Linked DNA regions of Ovis aries: region 1 is linked to region 2. Evidence: chromatin contacts called from public Hi-C data. All regions are on one chromosome and are shown on one strand. Each heading gives the region's core, a stretch centred on a gene start, on an enhancer-like site or on the middle of the called end of the contact. The rest is flanking DNA. Distances are from core to core; before and after follow the strand shown.

Region 1 (6,678 bases), core at 1,443-3,942, 180 kb before region 2:
ACCAGGAAACTCTGGAAAAGGACCAAGAAATATTGATTTCCCATGGAACTCAGTCCGTACTCCTCATCATTAGGAGACCTCTGCCATGGGGCTAAACTAAAGCCATGACTGAACTTATACAGGTCTTCCTATTAGCCTACGAAGGAGGAACTATGTTAGAGGCCACGTCAGGAGGTTAGATGCATGATCTACTATCCCCGAGAAGCAGGCTGTAGAACTGCCAGAAAAAGATTCTTGTATCCTAACATTGCAAACTTTCAAGGATGTTTATTACGACACTTTAGAACAAAGGAGTCCCTGACTAATTTCTCACTCTCGTTTCCCTAAGAGGGATAAGGATAATGAGCAATGTATGTCGGCCTGCATTTAGTCATCTGAGGGGACAGGGATTAAGACTCCCCACTTCTCCAATACCTCTTTACCATCCCTCTCACATACACCTACACACGCTCTCCTAGAAGGACAGATCTCCCAATACTCAAACATTGCCCATGCAATCCATCAGAGCAAGCTCCATCACCATAGTAGCAAGTGGCTCAGAGTTCTTTCCAGTCCTCCCAGTCCAAAGAATGAAGCAACAAAAATGTCTGAAGGATTCATCTTACCTCGTCTAGTTTTGTTTGGAGGCAGGGGAAGGAGAAGGTAAAACCCAAAGGGAGCTTCTTATCTTTGATTTGTAGCTTATCCATGAAGTTGGCCAGGCATTCAGCAATGTGATCAAACAGCTGAGGGCACATAACACAGGAAGATAAGCAGGGAGGCAGAAAGGCATAGAGATTAAGAGCATGGACTTTGGGCTCAGAAAGGAACTAGCTTGGCTGAGTACATGCAAGATATGTATCCCTTCTGAAGTTTTAGTTTGTTCATCTATAAAATAGGGGTGATAACTGGACCTGCTCACAAGTTACCAAAAGGATTAAATGAGTCAACACATATAAGGACTTAACACTAGTTAGAAGAGTCGGACACAACTGAGCGACTTCACTTTCACCTTTCACTTTCATGCACTAGAGAAGGAAATGGTAACCCACTCCAGTGTTCTTGCCTGGAGAATCCCAGGGACGGGGGAACCTGGTGGGCTGCACAGAGTCAGACATGACTGAAGCGACTTAGCCGCAGCAGCAGCAGCAGTGATTATTAAATTCTGTCTTCCACTTAGACCATTTATCCAAAGCACAATGGGGTTATCAATATAACCACATTAGGCAGGGAAAAATCGCAGTCAAAGCTAATCAGAAAGTCATTGCAAGCCCTAGCAACAGAGTACCCTTTAGTGGCTCTGTCAGAACCTCCCTTGATAAGGATGCACAGCTGATTATCTTACCAGAAATGGCAACCCATCTGACTGCCAACAAGTATTTTAGCAACCCAGTCTCTTGTGACTGGGGGAGGGGATGGGACATTCTCTGCCGGCATTCTATAAATGAACTTAACAAAAGTAACTTTTAGATCTTTCCTCCATTCTAGAAAACCAGTCTTCTGGGGGCAATTCCAAGAAGTTATCTTTGTTTTCTAACTTCAATATGAGAACCTAAGTGAGTTCACAAAGATCACTGAAAAAGAAACAAGGTTTGTGGATGGGCAGCCTCACAATATAACTATTGTAAGCAGGATCCAAAGCTCCTAAGAAAACTTGTAAGCCTAAGAAATTATCCACTTTCAATTTGTCCCAAAGCCCGTAGCCCCTTGGCTTCCTTTTTCCCCATTCAAAATCCTCAAAGAGAAATGGGTGACCCCTTTGACACAGAGGCTGAGGCTAGGAACGATCTGGTGCCAAAAGTAAGCGAAAATCCAAAAGACTGAGCAGATTCCGAGAGCCAGGTTGACCAGATGGCAAAATCTAAAAGCCAACAGAAGTAAAAGGAAACAATGTTTCTTTTCTTTTCCAGGCAGAAGCAAGGAAGAGCCCACTAGTCCAGGGACTCCCAAAGTGTAGTCCACAGCATCATCATCAAGTCCAGATTTAAACCTCCTGAATCACAAGGTGGTTGTAGAGCCTTCAAAGTAATCCTAAAGCGGTGGTTTGAGAACCATTGCACTAAACCACCAAAAGTATTTGCATTTACAAAGGGATTGAGAGGCTTGGGATGACAGGGTAGGTGAGGAGGTGGCACTGGCCGCCCAGATGTCTGGGGTATGCTCAGTCAGTGGGAGAATCTAAAGACAAGGCCAGCCCCTTCTAGAAGGGGACTGGCTCTAACTGAACTTCCCAGTGGATCCTGTCTCTGTCTGAGCATGTGTAAAATTAACCTCAGGTAATGCTGAAACACTCAATTTCCAAGCCAAAACTTTCTCAAGAGTACGTGCTGGGTAATGACAGGGCTCTCTCACTAAGAGGATCCCCAGTGCCTAAGTGCCAACTCCCTTGAGCAGAGATCAAGGATTTTAATGTGGAAATAGGGTTTCTGGATGGATATTCAGCAAGTTCTGTTCTGTTGGCAAGCTGATCAGTGACACAATTTACAATAGGGTTAAACAAATTCCCAGTACCTTCTTCCTGGTACTATAATCAAAATTATCTTTAGTACAATAGTTTGACCCAAAAAAAGGAAGTTACAGAAGCTGTGCAAAGAGATAAGGCCAATCATCAGAGATAGGGGGAGGGTTTGAAGAAAGAGAAATGGTTTCCCCTCTCCCAGCCCTGATCATTGCTCTTTCCAATTGCACTACCAACAGGGGTAGGCAGGAAAAAAAAGAAAGAGGAAGTGAAGAGGCATTAGATAATGTGTTACCCAATACAGTAGCCACTAGCCATCTGTAGCTATTTCAATTAATTAGAATTTTTAAAAAGTCACTTCCTCAATCACACTGCTGCTGCTGCTGCTGCTGCTGCTAAAACGCTTCAGTCGTGTCCAACTCTGTGCAACCCCACAGATGGCAGCCCACCAGGCTCCCTCGTCCCTGGGATTCTCCAGGCAAGAACACTGGAGTGGATTGCCATTTCCTTCTCCAATGCATGAAAGGGAAAAGTGAAAGTGAAGTTGCTCAGTCGGTCCGACTCTTAGCGACCTCGTGGACTGCAGCCCACCAGGCTCCTCTGTCCATGGGATTTTCCAGGCAAGAGTACTAGTCATTTTCAAGTGCTCAATCCTGCAAGTAGCTAGCGGCTGCCTCACAGTATAGGGCAGGTACTGAACAGCTCTACCACATGCAAAGTTCTATTGGACAGTGTTGGGTTAGAGCCTGCAGCTCTTTAAAAGAGGGGAGGAGGAGACCATCTGCTTCCTTTGAAGTAAGACTATCTCCTTTTCTGTTAGCTGATGATCTAAGGATAAGATACTGGGAGAAAGAGCTAACACTTTTCTGCCATAAAAAGGCTCAAAGGGTATTATTTTATGAAGGGAGAAAGGCTTTCTTTCCGTTATTGGTCTGAGAATCTGCTCACTCCCCTTCTCACAGGAAACACTAAAAAATCTAAACTGGCTGCTATTATAATCTGAAATTCACTGTTCCCAAGTGGAAGTTCATGGGCCATGAGACAGACTTTGTCCAGGACTCATACTATCCAGGTTCACAGATCTCCAAAAACCGTTGCAAGTTTTGAGTATGGTGATTTGGTCATGGTTTTAACTAAATTTTATTCTTTAAATCCATTGTTTTCCTATAATTAAAGGTTGATAGATAATATCTTAGGAAGAAAAAAAGAAAAGGAAAAGAGAGGGGGGGAAAGCACTAATAATTCTACCACCAAAATAGCCACTATGACTTTCCTTCCAATCTTTTTACCAAGTGTTTTCTGCAGTTTTTTTAAAATATAAATTTATTTATTTTAATTGGAGGCTAATTACTTTACAATATTGTACTGGTTTTGCCATACATTGACATGAATCTGCCACAGGTGTACATGTGTTCCCCATCCTGAACTCCCCTCCCACCTCCCTCCCCATCCCATCCCACTGGCTCATCCCAGTTTTCTGCAGTTTTTACGATGATAGCATTCTTTCCCTTCCTTGGGATGAATGAGCACCTGTATTTTCTAGTTTTCATTGTTTCATTTTTATATAGAATTTTTTTAAATCTACTGGAAGCATTTATATTGCAATTGAGTCATAATTTCTTTCAGGTGGGTTTCATAGATTCTTTGGACTAACACATTTTGTTTCTGTATTTTGGAGCCAGGTGACCACCTCAGTGGAGCTCAAATCCTACAGTCCCAGAGACTCCCTTGCCCAACCCCAGCATTAAAACAAGGAAAGCAGGTTTTCCCTCAGGGCCGTCCCCAAGGACACACAAAGGGTCTAAAACTCTCTCCCCTACATGTCCTGCTCATCATCCGAAGTTCCCTTCCCAGGAGGTGGTCTGCTGTGGTGGGAAGAACAGTGCATTAGAAGGGAGAAGCTTCTACCTCTTCCAAGCTCTAAGGTTCAAGAGATGACCATGCAAGATGGGCCCCTTGCTTAGATATCACCTCCTCCGTTCACACTTTTGTTGAGTACATATTAGGTATAATAAACACAGCAGGAATAGCCAGCACTCAAGAGTGATCCCTATAGCTGTGCAAGTATCCAGGAATGTCTTTGGTGATTCCTCTCCATGAACTGAGAGCAGCTAGAGTAGGAGGAGAAAGAACATCCCAAGGAAGCTTGTGCAGAGTCTGTGAAAGGGGATACCATTGTCCTTGGATGCCGAAAAACAGAGAACAATGGCTGGACCTGTGGCCATCACCCACCAACCAACCAGATACTTCTGCTGTGGCGGCAATGAGTGCCCTCTGTAGGAAGGCTCTACTGAGGGAACTGTTGAGAGGGAGAGCCCCCAAGAAGAGTCAGCACTAGCCCCTTTGGGGAGTGCTTTCTACTCTGGAAGCAGGGGCAGATAGTAGAGAACCTAGACCACCATACTGCCTAATTCCAGGAAGCACCATTCCCACAGACCACATCACGGGGTCTGAAAAGCAGATGGAGCCTCCTAGGGCCGGACAAACACAGGCTCTGGTCGTTTGGATCTGGCTTTGTCCCTTGCCTCTGGCCCCTCCCTCCCCTGAAATGGCAACTGGGCTCAATCCTTCAAAGCCCAGTTCCACATCTAAAAGTGGACAGAATAGAAGCACCCAGCCTTAGGGCTAGTGTGAGGAGAAAAGGAGAAAATCCACACAAACATGTGTTACTTCTGGTGGGCCGATGTGTGTGTCTTGGTGGTCCAGTCGGATCTGAAGAACTGAAAGGGGAGACCAGGACGTTGATTCCCAGCAAGGATCCATAGCTGAGTACACAGTAGCTGCTCAACACACGTTCGGACACTATCATGATGGCAAGTCCGTCCTTGCTTGTTCTCTTCTAGCTATTACTGAGACGACTCTTACTTAGATTTCTTACTTACATTTCTTACTTACTTACTTACTTCTTACTTTACTTACATTTCTTCTCCATCTACTCTTTCTATTTTATGTGGCGAGTACAAAACATGACTTGGGGTCACAGAGATGTGGGGATGACTTAGCACGATTTGGGGCCAGTGTGGAAGTACACAGAGCCCACTGCAGCGCCAGGTAGAAGAGACAGCCCAAAGCTGGGTTTTTTTCCAACAGGCTCCCATCCCTGTGTGTAAAACTTCTTCTGTTTTAGAATGTCAAAAAGAGGGAGAGCAAATAACCTAAAAGGTTAAGAAGCATGTTCCATTTCACGTTTTGCTATGCTAACAACGGCAGGTCAGAACAATCACCGTGACAGGTGGCAGCGTCAAGCCACAATTATGTATTCTCCTGACTTGCTATTCAATGACACCACTAACCACAGGTATCTGGGTGTACTGGCCCAGACTCCTCTTCACCAGTGCGTGCAAGCAGAGCTCAGATGAGACAGAAAGTGAAAATCCCTCCCACTAAAGCGCATCCAGACCCTGGGGTCTCGTGCACATGCTCTCTGGCCACAGGGACCTCTCCTGATGGAGGCCCCCACCTAGCCTCCAGGTGTTGAGGGGCATCACCCGGCAAAGAGGGGAGTCAAGGTCTTCTCCCTCCAAGACCACAGAGAAGGAGCATTGTCTGCTCCTGTAGGGCCCAGAGCCCCAGTGGGCGTCATACCTGGGTGCCACTGCCTCGCATGATGTCCTCGGGGATGGCATAGATCTGGTTCTCCATCTCAACCTTCTGGAGTCCATTGTCTGTTACTCTTACCCAAAGCACACGGAAGTTGGTCCCTCCAAGGTCCAGAGCCAGGAACTCTCCATGTTCTGCAGAGAGAAGGGCCACTATTAGTTCAGGAAAGACAAGGTGCAACTGTTTCACAGAGACCAAAACTTAAAACCCAAGAATCCTGCCATAAACACTGGTCATCTCTGGATGATATGTGGGTGAAAAAAGTGGGTCTTACTTTTTTCTACACACTTTTATGTATTGCCTTATTCTTTTTCTTAATGCTAAGCACTTGTATTACTTTTAGGATACACATGAAGAATCAGTTTCCTATCCAATGATGGGGTGGCCACCCCCTCACAAAAGCTGACTATTTCCCAAGGGCTTTCACCCAAGTCCCCACTGAGCTCACAGGGCCCATCAAGTCCTACATCAAGAGACCAGGCCTTGGTTTTCTTCTTCATGCCCCCAGGACACCCAATACACTGCTACAAGCTTGTGGCCCCCCTGGGCCTTTTGCCAAATTGTGATCTTTGCACAAAATGTAGTCTTTAATGTTTGTACACAGTGACGGCAAAATCCCTCGGCAGGAATGAGAGTCACAC
Region 2 (7,221 bases), core at 1,303-3,802:
CCCAGCCTTGAACAATCCATTCTTTCCTTAACTCACGGCCCCCCAGGGCGACCTAATCTATGCTCAAAGTTTCAATCATGCCCTACACAAGCTAATGATTCTCCAATTTATATCCATTATCTTAGTTCTTTCTCTTGAATATCAGATTATCCCATCCAACTGCCTCCACAACACCTTCACTTGGGGCGCCTCTGAAGCATTGCAAATCTAGCATGTGGATTTAGGGAATAGTCCCTAAAACTGTATCATATGGAAGATAGTTGAAGATACTAAAGGTGTCTAATCCACAGAGGTGATTCAGATAGATTACAGTGGTAAACTGGGGCATAGTGGTCAACTGGTAAAGGAACTGAAGCTTTTCTGTATCGACCCCAAGGGGTCAGATTCAAACTAGTGATTGGAAAATTGGAGAATTTAGATTTCAGCCAAACCTAAAGAAGACCCTTTGGACGTCAGTGACTCAGATGTGGACTTCACTACCATACAAGATTGTGAGACCTTGGTTACTGAGAACATTTAAACACCAAGATTTAAATTCCTTCTAACTCCAGGAGTCAATAACTTTCTGAGAAAGTGAAACTGAGCTTATGAAGACTTGAGCAAACGCAGTGAAAACCTGATAATATTGACACTGGCGCCAGTTAGGCCTTGACTTGCTGGCTGGAATCACCTGAAATGGAAATAATAGGAACACTTTAGGATAGCTGAAAGGACAAAATAATCTGGATAAACTCTCAAGGAGGGAAGGACTGATAGTCAAAGAAAACTCACCGTGGCATGATTTTGTGCTTAGTTATATTTTTATGGAACCGCTCAGCTGACAGTTTTTGCATTACCCACATTGCAGAGGACTCTGTGGGTTGGTGATGGAAAGGGAGGCCTGGCGTGCTGCGGTTCATGGGGTCGCAAAGAGTCGGACACGGCTGAGTGCCTGAACTGAACTGATATCGCAAAGGGATCCTTGAGTTAAAGTTGTGCTTCAACAAACCCAACCACGTATTGCTTGAAGCAAAAGCCTCTGAATCTGGGCAGAACACGGTGGCTTGACAACCAGGCTGGAAAGGACTTTTGCCCGAGTCTACAGACACCTCTGCCTTCTGAGTAGAGGACAGAAGACTGGAATTACGGTCTGAAAAAGACTGGTTCCCACCTACAGTCAGTGCTTTGTACCTTCCTGTGACAAGATGCTCCAGCTCGAGGCAGCTCCCTCCCTGCCCATCCCAACCGTCCCATTCCAGAACACGTGTTGCACTTGTGTCTTCCTGCTTCCTGGGCTTCTCCGACCTCTGCCTCTCTTCTGCGTCTTCAAACCCTTTTTACTAAGAATATATTTCACTGACTCCCGTCTGGCTTGTTCATACCTGAATTTTCTATCTCTCACTGTTGCCTGCAGATTGATAATTTGATGGAACTCTTTCCCATAGTACTATCCATAGGCCCTGTATTTTAGAGGGTCCTGCTCTGACGAGAAGCCTATGGGCCCAAAGGGGTGTGCTCACCTGGAGTCTTAACTTCCCTCTAGACCATCTTCCAAGTACCTGAGATGTTGGGATTCCATATCCACGCAGCCCTAAGCCTGCTTCCAGGTCTGGACAGGCCCTTTCCTTGGGTCTGTATGGTGGATCTTACTGCCTGTGTGTGAAATTCTAGGCCTAAGGAGGTGGATGAGGCCAGTGCACGGGGCTCCTGGAGAAACAGGGATGGGGCCATGGCTAGGTTTGGAAAGGGAGAGCTGGAAGCTGGCATCTTCCTTTTGTACTCTTGTCCCGAGCCCTGCAAATTCTAGAAGTACCAGGTATGAAGGTGGAGAAGGCCCAGTCCCTGGTCCATAGAAACATTGATGCAAGCAAACCAGGCTGCCATAGAACACTTGAATTAAAGAGTCTACTCTTTTAAGCCTGGAGCCTAGAACCATCCTTCAGTGCTACTCTCTGCTCCCTCTGCATGACCTGCATCTCCTCAGCAGGAGGCAGCCCCAGCTCAAAAGGCCCCCATCTCAAACTGAAACCCCTAGTCTTACATCTGAGCCCCCTACCCTAAGAGAGGAGCAGGCAATCAAAGAGTGCTGTCTCACTCTTTTGTGCTTCGGTTTCTTCATCTGTCAAGTGGAAATTATAATTACTCCTCACATCCCACGAGATCACTTTAAGAATTGCCTACCTGATTACCCAATACCCAAGGTTATTCCAAGCAAGAGCCTCTCAAAGAGAAGTGCAGGAAAGAGCTAATTTTTGCAAGAACTTGTGGAACTATGTATTATGTGTTAGCTGTGCCAAGTTTTTAAGTCTAAGCTGGTTCCCCACATTATCCAACATGCCTCGGGATGATATCAATGGTATTTACTCAAAAGATGAAATAAAATCGCACATTAGTTCAAGCAGAATATAACTTGGGAAGACAGATCACTAGCAAAGATCAACTCTGTGGGGGAAGAAAGCATGTTTCTACTCTGCTAAATGGAATGCAAAGCGGGTACAGTTCCTATGGAAGGCAGTCTCACAGTTTATCAAAACTATACTTGCAGTTGTCCTTTGACCTCATAAATCCACTTCTGGGAATTTCTTCTAGAGACACACCTACACTCCTACAAGATGACATGTGTACAGGGATATTTATGGCAGCACAGGTTGCAAAAGCAAAAGATTGGAAATAACCCAAGGTCCATAAAAAGGAACTAGTTAAATACACTATCATTCATTCTTACAGTGAAATAGCTTAGACAAGAAAGCTTTATATGCATTGATATGCAAAGATCTCCTTGATACATTGTGTTAGAAAGAGTAAGAAATAAGAATCTTAATATTTTTAGATTTGCTTGTATTTCCACAAAGAGACACTAGAAGGATGCATAGGAAATTAATAAAAGTGGTGGGAGGGAATCCTTGCAATGTACATCTTTTCATAATGTTTTTGTTTCTAAATCATGTGGACATTTTAACTGTGCAAAATAGAAATGAATACAAGACCAAAAAAAATCCCCTCTAGAATGCATTCCAGAAGGACAAAGAGTACTGGACTGAGCAACCGAAGATCAGATTTGATCCTGGCTGGACCTCTGGGCACCCTGAATTTCCTCTGCTGAAACACAAGCGGGGCTGGCCCTGTCTGCTCTCTGTCCTCCCAGCCTCACACTTCTATAAATAAAATCCTTTCCTGGATCATGCCCTGTTTTTTTATGATTGCCACCTCCTGTGCCCTTTTGCTTCTTCAGACAATTTTAAGATACCTGAGTGTGTTTAGCACCATTTTCCAGAGAATTCCAGATCTAACAAGTCATATTCCTCACTCTTGGATTAATTTGTCAATTGTCCATGCCCCTATGCTCCTCTCTCAAGCTTTATTCAGAGGCTTTTAAATTTTCACTTTAACCTGGATTAATCCTTCTGTGTGTGTTAGTCGCTCACATGTGTCCAGCTCTTAGCAACACCATGGACTATAGCCCGCCAGACTCCTCTGTCCATGGGATTCTCCAGGCAAGAATACTGGAGTAGCCATTCCCTTCTCCAGGGGATCCTCCCAACCCAGGGATAGAACCCAGCTCTCTCGCATTGCAGGCAGATTCTTAACTGTCTGAACCACCAGGGAAGCCCTTTCTAGGAAGCAGTTCGGTCATGTAAAAGATGAATCATAAAAATTTAATATAGCATCCTGTTTCTCAGGTAATTGCCCTCTACATAACAAAGTCCAGTTCTGTTCTGTTCATTCATTTGGAATTGCTTCTCTCAAGGGTTGTGGGAATGAGGGAGCAGGAGCTGAACAAGGGAGTGCAGTGTATCTGGAAGCTTTGGGAGCTGCAGGCGGGACAGAGGACTATGCTAGGGAGATGCCCTGCAGGAGAGTCAGGAAGAGGGCCTAGCTCTGGGTGGGGTCTGCGCCCGCTACAGAGGCGGTGGCTCCGCTGTCCCACCTAGCCAACTGTCTAATGCTAGTGTAGACAAATAACTCACTGAGATGCCCAAAGAACCCAACACCACAATTTCCTTTTTTTTCTTTAAAAATAATTTTTGACCATATACACTCTGCTATATTTAAAATGGATAACCAACAAGATCTTACTATGTAACACAGGGAATTCTACTCGATGTTATGTGGCAGCCTGGATGGGAGGGAAGTTTAGGGGAGAATAGATACATGTACACGTATGGCTGAGTCCCTTTGCTGTCCACCTGAAACCATCACAATATTGTGAGTTGGCTATATTCCTATACAAAACAAAAAGTTTAAAAAAACCATTCTTGAGCAGAAACTAAATTTTTAAATAAAAAAATCCTGATTATCTTTATCCAAGTACAACTCTACTGATTTTTCCATATTTACTTCTAAGCCTTAATCATAACATCTTACTTTCCCAGAAGAGGAATAATTGTGTAGGTAAATTTCTGCTGCTTTCATTTATCATTACTTTATTAGTCTGTGGCCTCAAAGTCTTCACAATGATTATTTTAATGACTAAATAATATCCCATTGCATAGACCTACTCTGGTTTGATTAACCACTTCTGTATTATGGTGAAGCACCTTGCACATTTAGATTCCCCATCCACAGGACAGTTTCCTTAGAATAAATTCTCAGAAAGAGGAAACTAAGTTAAAGGATATGAACATGTTGAACATTTTCACTATTTTCTTACTTTTTTTTCCTTTCTTGATTTTATCCTAGCTCCAGCCATAGAGTTTACTAATATCATAAGGCAAATTATCTGTTTACATTTGTTGCCAGTATTTGAAGGTGAGGTATTGCTTTCTCATGTATTTAATAAGCTTTTTAAACCTGGGTTTAAGTTACTGAAGCCAGTTTTTATTTTAAAAGTAATGCTTGCTCACTGTAAACCTTTGAATGTCTTTTATAAATTTTTGTATAATTTATCATATTGACTCATATAATCTTGTTCTTAAAAATGTATTGGAGTAAAGCTGATTTACAATGTTAGCTTCTGCTGTATAGCAAAGTGAATCAGTTATGCATATACATGTATCTACTCTCTTATATTTTTTAAATTTATTTTTGACTGTACTGTGTCTCCACTGCTGTGCCCAGGCTTTCTCTGGTTCTTGGGTCTTCACTGCTGTGCCCAGGCTTTCTCTGGTTCTTGGGTCTTCACCGCTGTGCCCAGGCTTTCTCTGGTTCTTGGGTCTTCACTGCTGTGCCCAGGCTTTCTCTGGTTCTTGGGTCTTCACTGCTGTGCCCAGGCTTTCTCTGGTTGTGGCAAACAGGGGCTGCTCTTCATTGCAATGCTCAGGCTTCTCTTGTTGATGAGCGCAGGCCCTAGGGCACACGGGCTTCAGTAGCTGTGGCCCACAGGTTCGGTTGCCACATGTGACAGCCTGTGAGTGCTTCCTGGACCAGGGATCGAACCCACGTCCCCTGCATTGCAAGTGGATTCTTAACCACTGCACCACCAGGAAACTAGCCACCCATTTTTTAGATTCTTTTCTCATACGGGCCATTACAGAGAATGGAGAAGAGTCCCCTGTGCTACATGGTAGGTCCTTATTGATCATCTATTTCATATATAGTAATGTGTATATGACATATAATTTAGTGTATTCTTATTTAAACACTTTTGCAAATTCTCCATTGTTATCTGTCTTTCCTACTTTATTTTTCTGTCGCATCCATTCTAATAAGGCTAATTCCTCCACAAGAAAAAGGAATGCTTTAATCTTTGCTAGTTTTTCCATGACTTGAATTAAATTTTTTAAAAAGCTTGTAGACCAGGAGTTTACATTGGTGTGTGGTGTGAGGGCCTCAGAAAGGAGCAGATCTGTCTGATTGTATATGTTTTCTAATATACACAGTCCCACCCCTGGAAAGTCAGTTTAGTATATATTATCTGGTGGAGTAGCTATTTTTAAGGTTAAGCAGTCAACTTACATATTGCTTTGCAAGACTGGATTTCAATTTGTCTGGATATGAGTCTTGATTTACACTTCAACATTTCCTACAGCAACTAGCCTTATGCCGTCCACATGGTAAACAGCCCAAAAACATTTGTTAATTTGACCTGATTCAACATAAAAATAGAGCTAGTAGCACAGAGCTGCCATTTGAAAGAATAATCCAGAAGCTGAAAGGTACTGTTTTTGATTAAACATAAACCCACCACTCAGTCTTTCCCAGCAGAATGGGAGGCTAGCAAAGCTGGGCATGGGCAGGGCAAGGTTAACAGAGGAGCAAACAAACTTGGCTTCAAATCCTGCCTCTACTATTTCCCAGGTGGGAGCCCTGAGCAAACTAAACTCTGGCTTCCTCATCTATAAAAAAGACACAGAAGAGCTCCCAGTGTGCTTGAAGAAATAATACACTCAGAGCACCCAGCACTGTGCCTAAATCTGGGAAGGTGCTCAGTGTGTGATGATGATTACTGTCTTCCTTGTCTCCACCGTGACCTGCATCCTTGCTAAGTGGCTTCAGTCGTCTGACTCTTGTGATCACACGGACTGTAGTCCGCCAGGCTCCTCTGACCATTGGATTCTCCAGGCAAGAATACTAGAGTGGGTTGCCATGCTCTCCTCCAGGGGATCTTCCTGACCCAGGGATCGAAACCGCATCTCTTACATCTCCTGCATAGGAAGGTGGGTTCTTTACCAGTAGTGCCACCTGGGAAGCCCAGGCTGTGCACAGCTATGGGAAAGCTTGAGTGTCAAGAAAGAAAGGTGACAGGTATCCAACAACCACTCCCATTCCTCCCCTCCCCACGTGTACTTGGGAGAATTCCAGCCCCAACTGTCTTTGCTGGTGCTGTTTTATCAAACCCAGGAATAGATTGTTGCCAAGTTATCTAAACTCTGCTTATCTGAGTCAGATTTTTCCCGTCTAATTATCTATCACTAAAAGGCTGAATGCTTCCCAATTCATTCTAACACACACGTAGCAGTCCATGAAAAGAGTGCAGCCTTTTTTATGAAACTTTCAAGAGCAGCAACTTCCCCTTCCCAGGCTGCAAAATCACGAAGACAGGATTCATTCCAAGAAACCAAGGTATTCTCAGCACCAGGACATTAGCAGGCTAAAGGGGAAAATCTGTACCATGTTAATGGATGATGAAAAGGTATTTGACCCCATTCAACATCCATCCTGATTCTCCTAAAATAAAAATATACAACCCTGTTAGTGTTTGAGATATAGGAGTCTCCCTTAATACTATAAATGTATTAGAAACCAACAGAAAACGTGAAAATAAATGGTGAATTCTTAAAGGCACTGCTATTAAAATTAGAT

Evidence for each region. Hi-C and Micro-C count contacts between places; a contact is called where the count stands out from the background.
Region 1: a contact with region 2 is called in a Hi-C map of blood, with 5 times the contacts expected there. The contact joins two enhancer-like sites. A contact is called at or near these places in 14 of 16 Hi-C or Micro-C datasets (blood, hypothalamus, liver and 7 more).

Annotation. Positions count from the first base shown.
Region 1 is chr3:96,708,940-96,715,617 of ARS-UI_Ramb_v3.0, reverse strand. It overlaps HK2 (hexokinase 2), which reads right to left. Exons shown (of 17, transcript XM_060413925.1): 3 at 6,023-6,171; 4 at 606-725. Among named protein-coding and RNA genes, the nearest start is that of HK2, 43 kb to the right of the region's middle. Within about 2 kb of position 2,692, at least 3 of the 54 cell types and tissues checked have an H3K27ac peak or open chromatin away from gene starts, as enhancers often do.
Region 2 is chr3:96,525,427-96,532,647 of ARS-UI_Ramb_v3.0, reverse strand. No RefSeq gene overlaps it. Among named protein-coding and RNA genes, the nearest start is that of SEMA4F, 38 kb to the right of the region's middle. Within about 2 kb of position 2,552, at least 4 of the 54 cell types and tissues checked have an H3K27ac peak or open chromatin away from gene starts, as enhancers often do.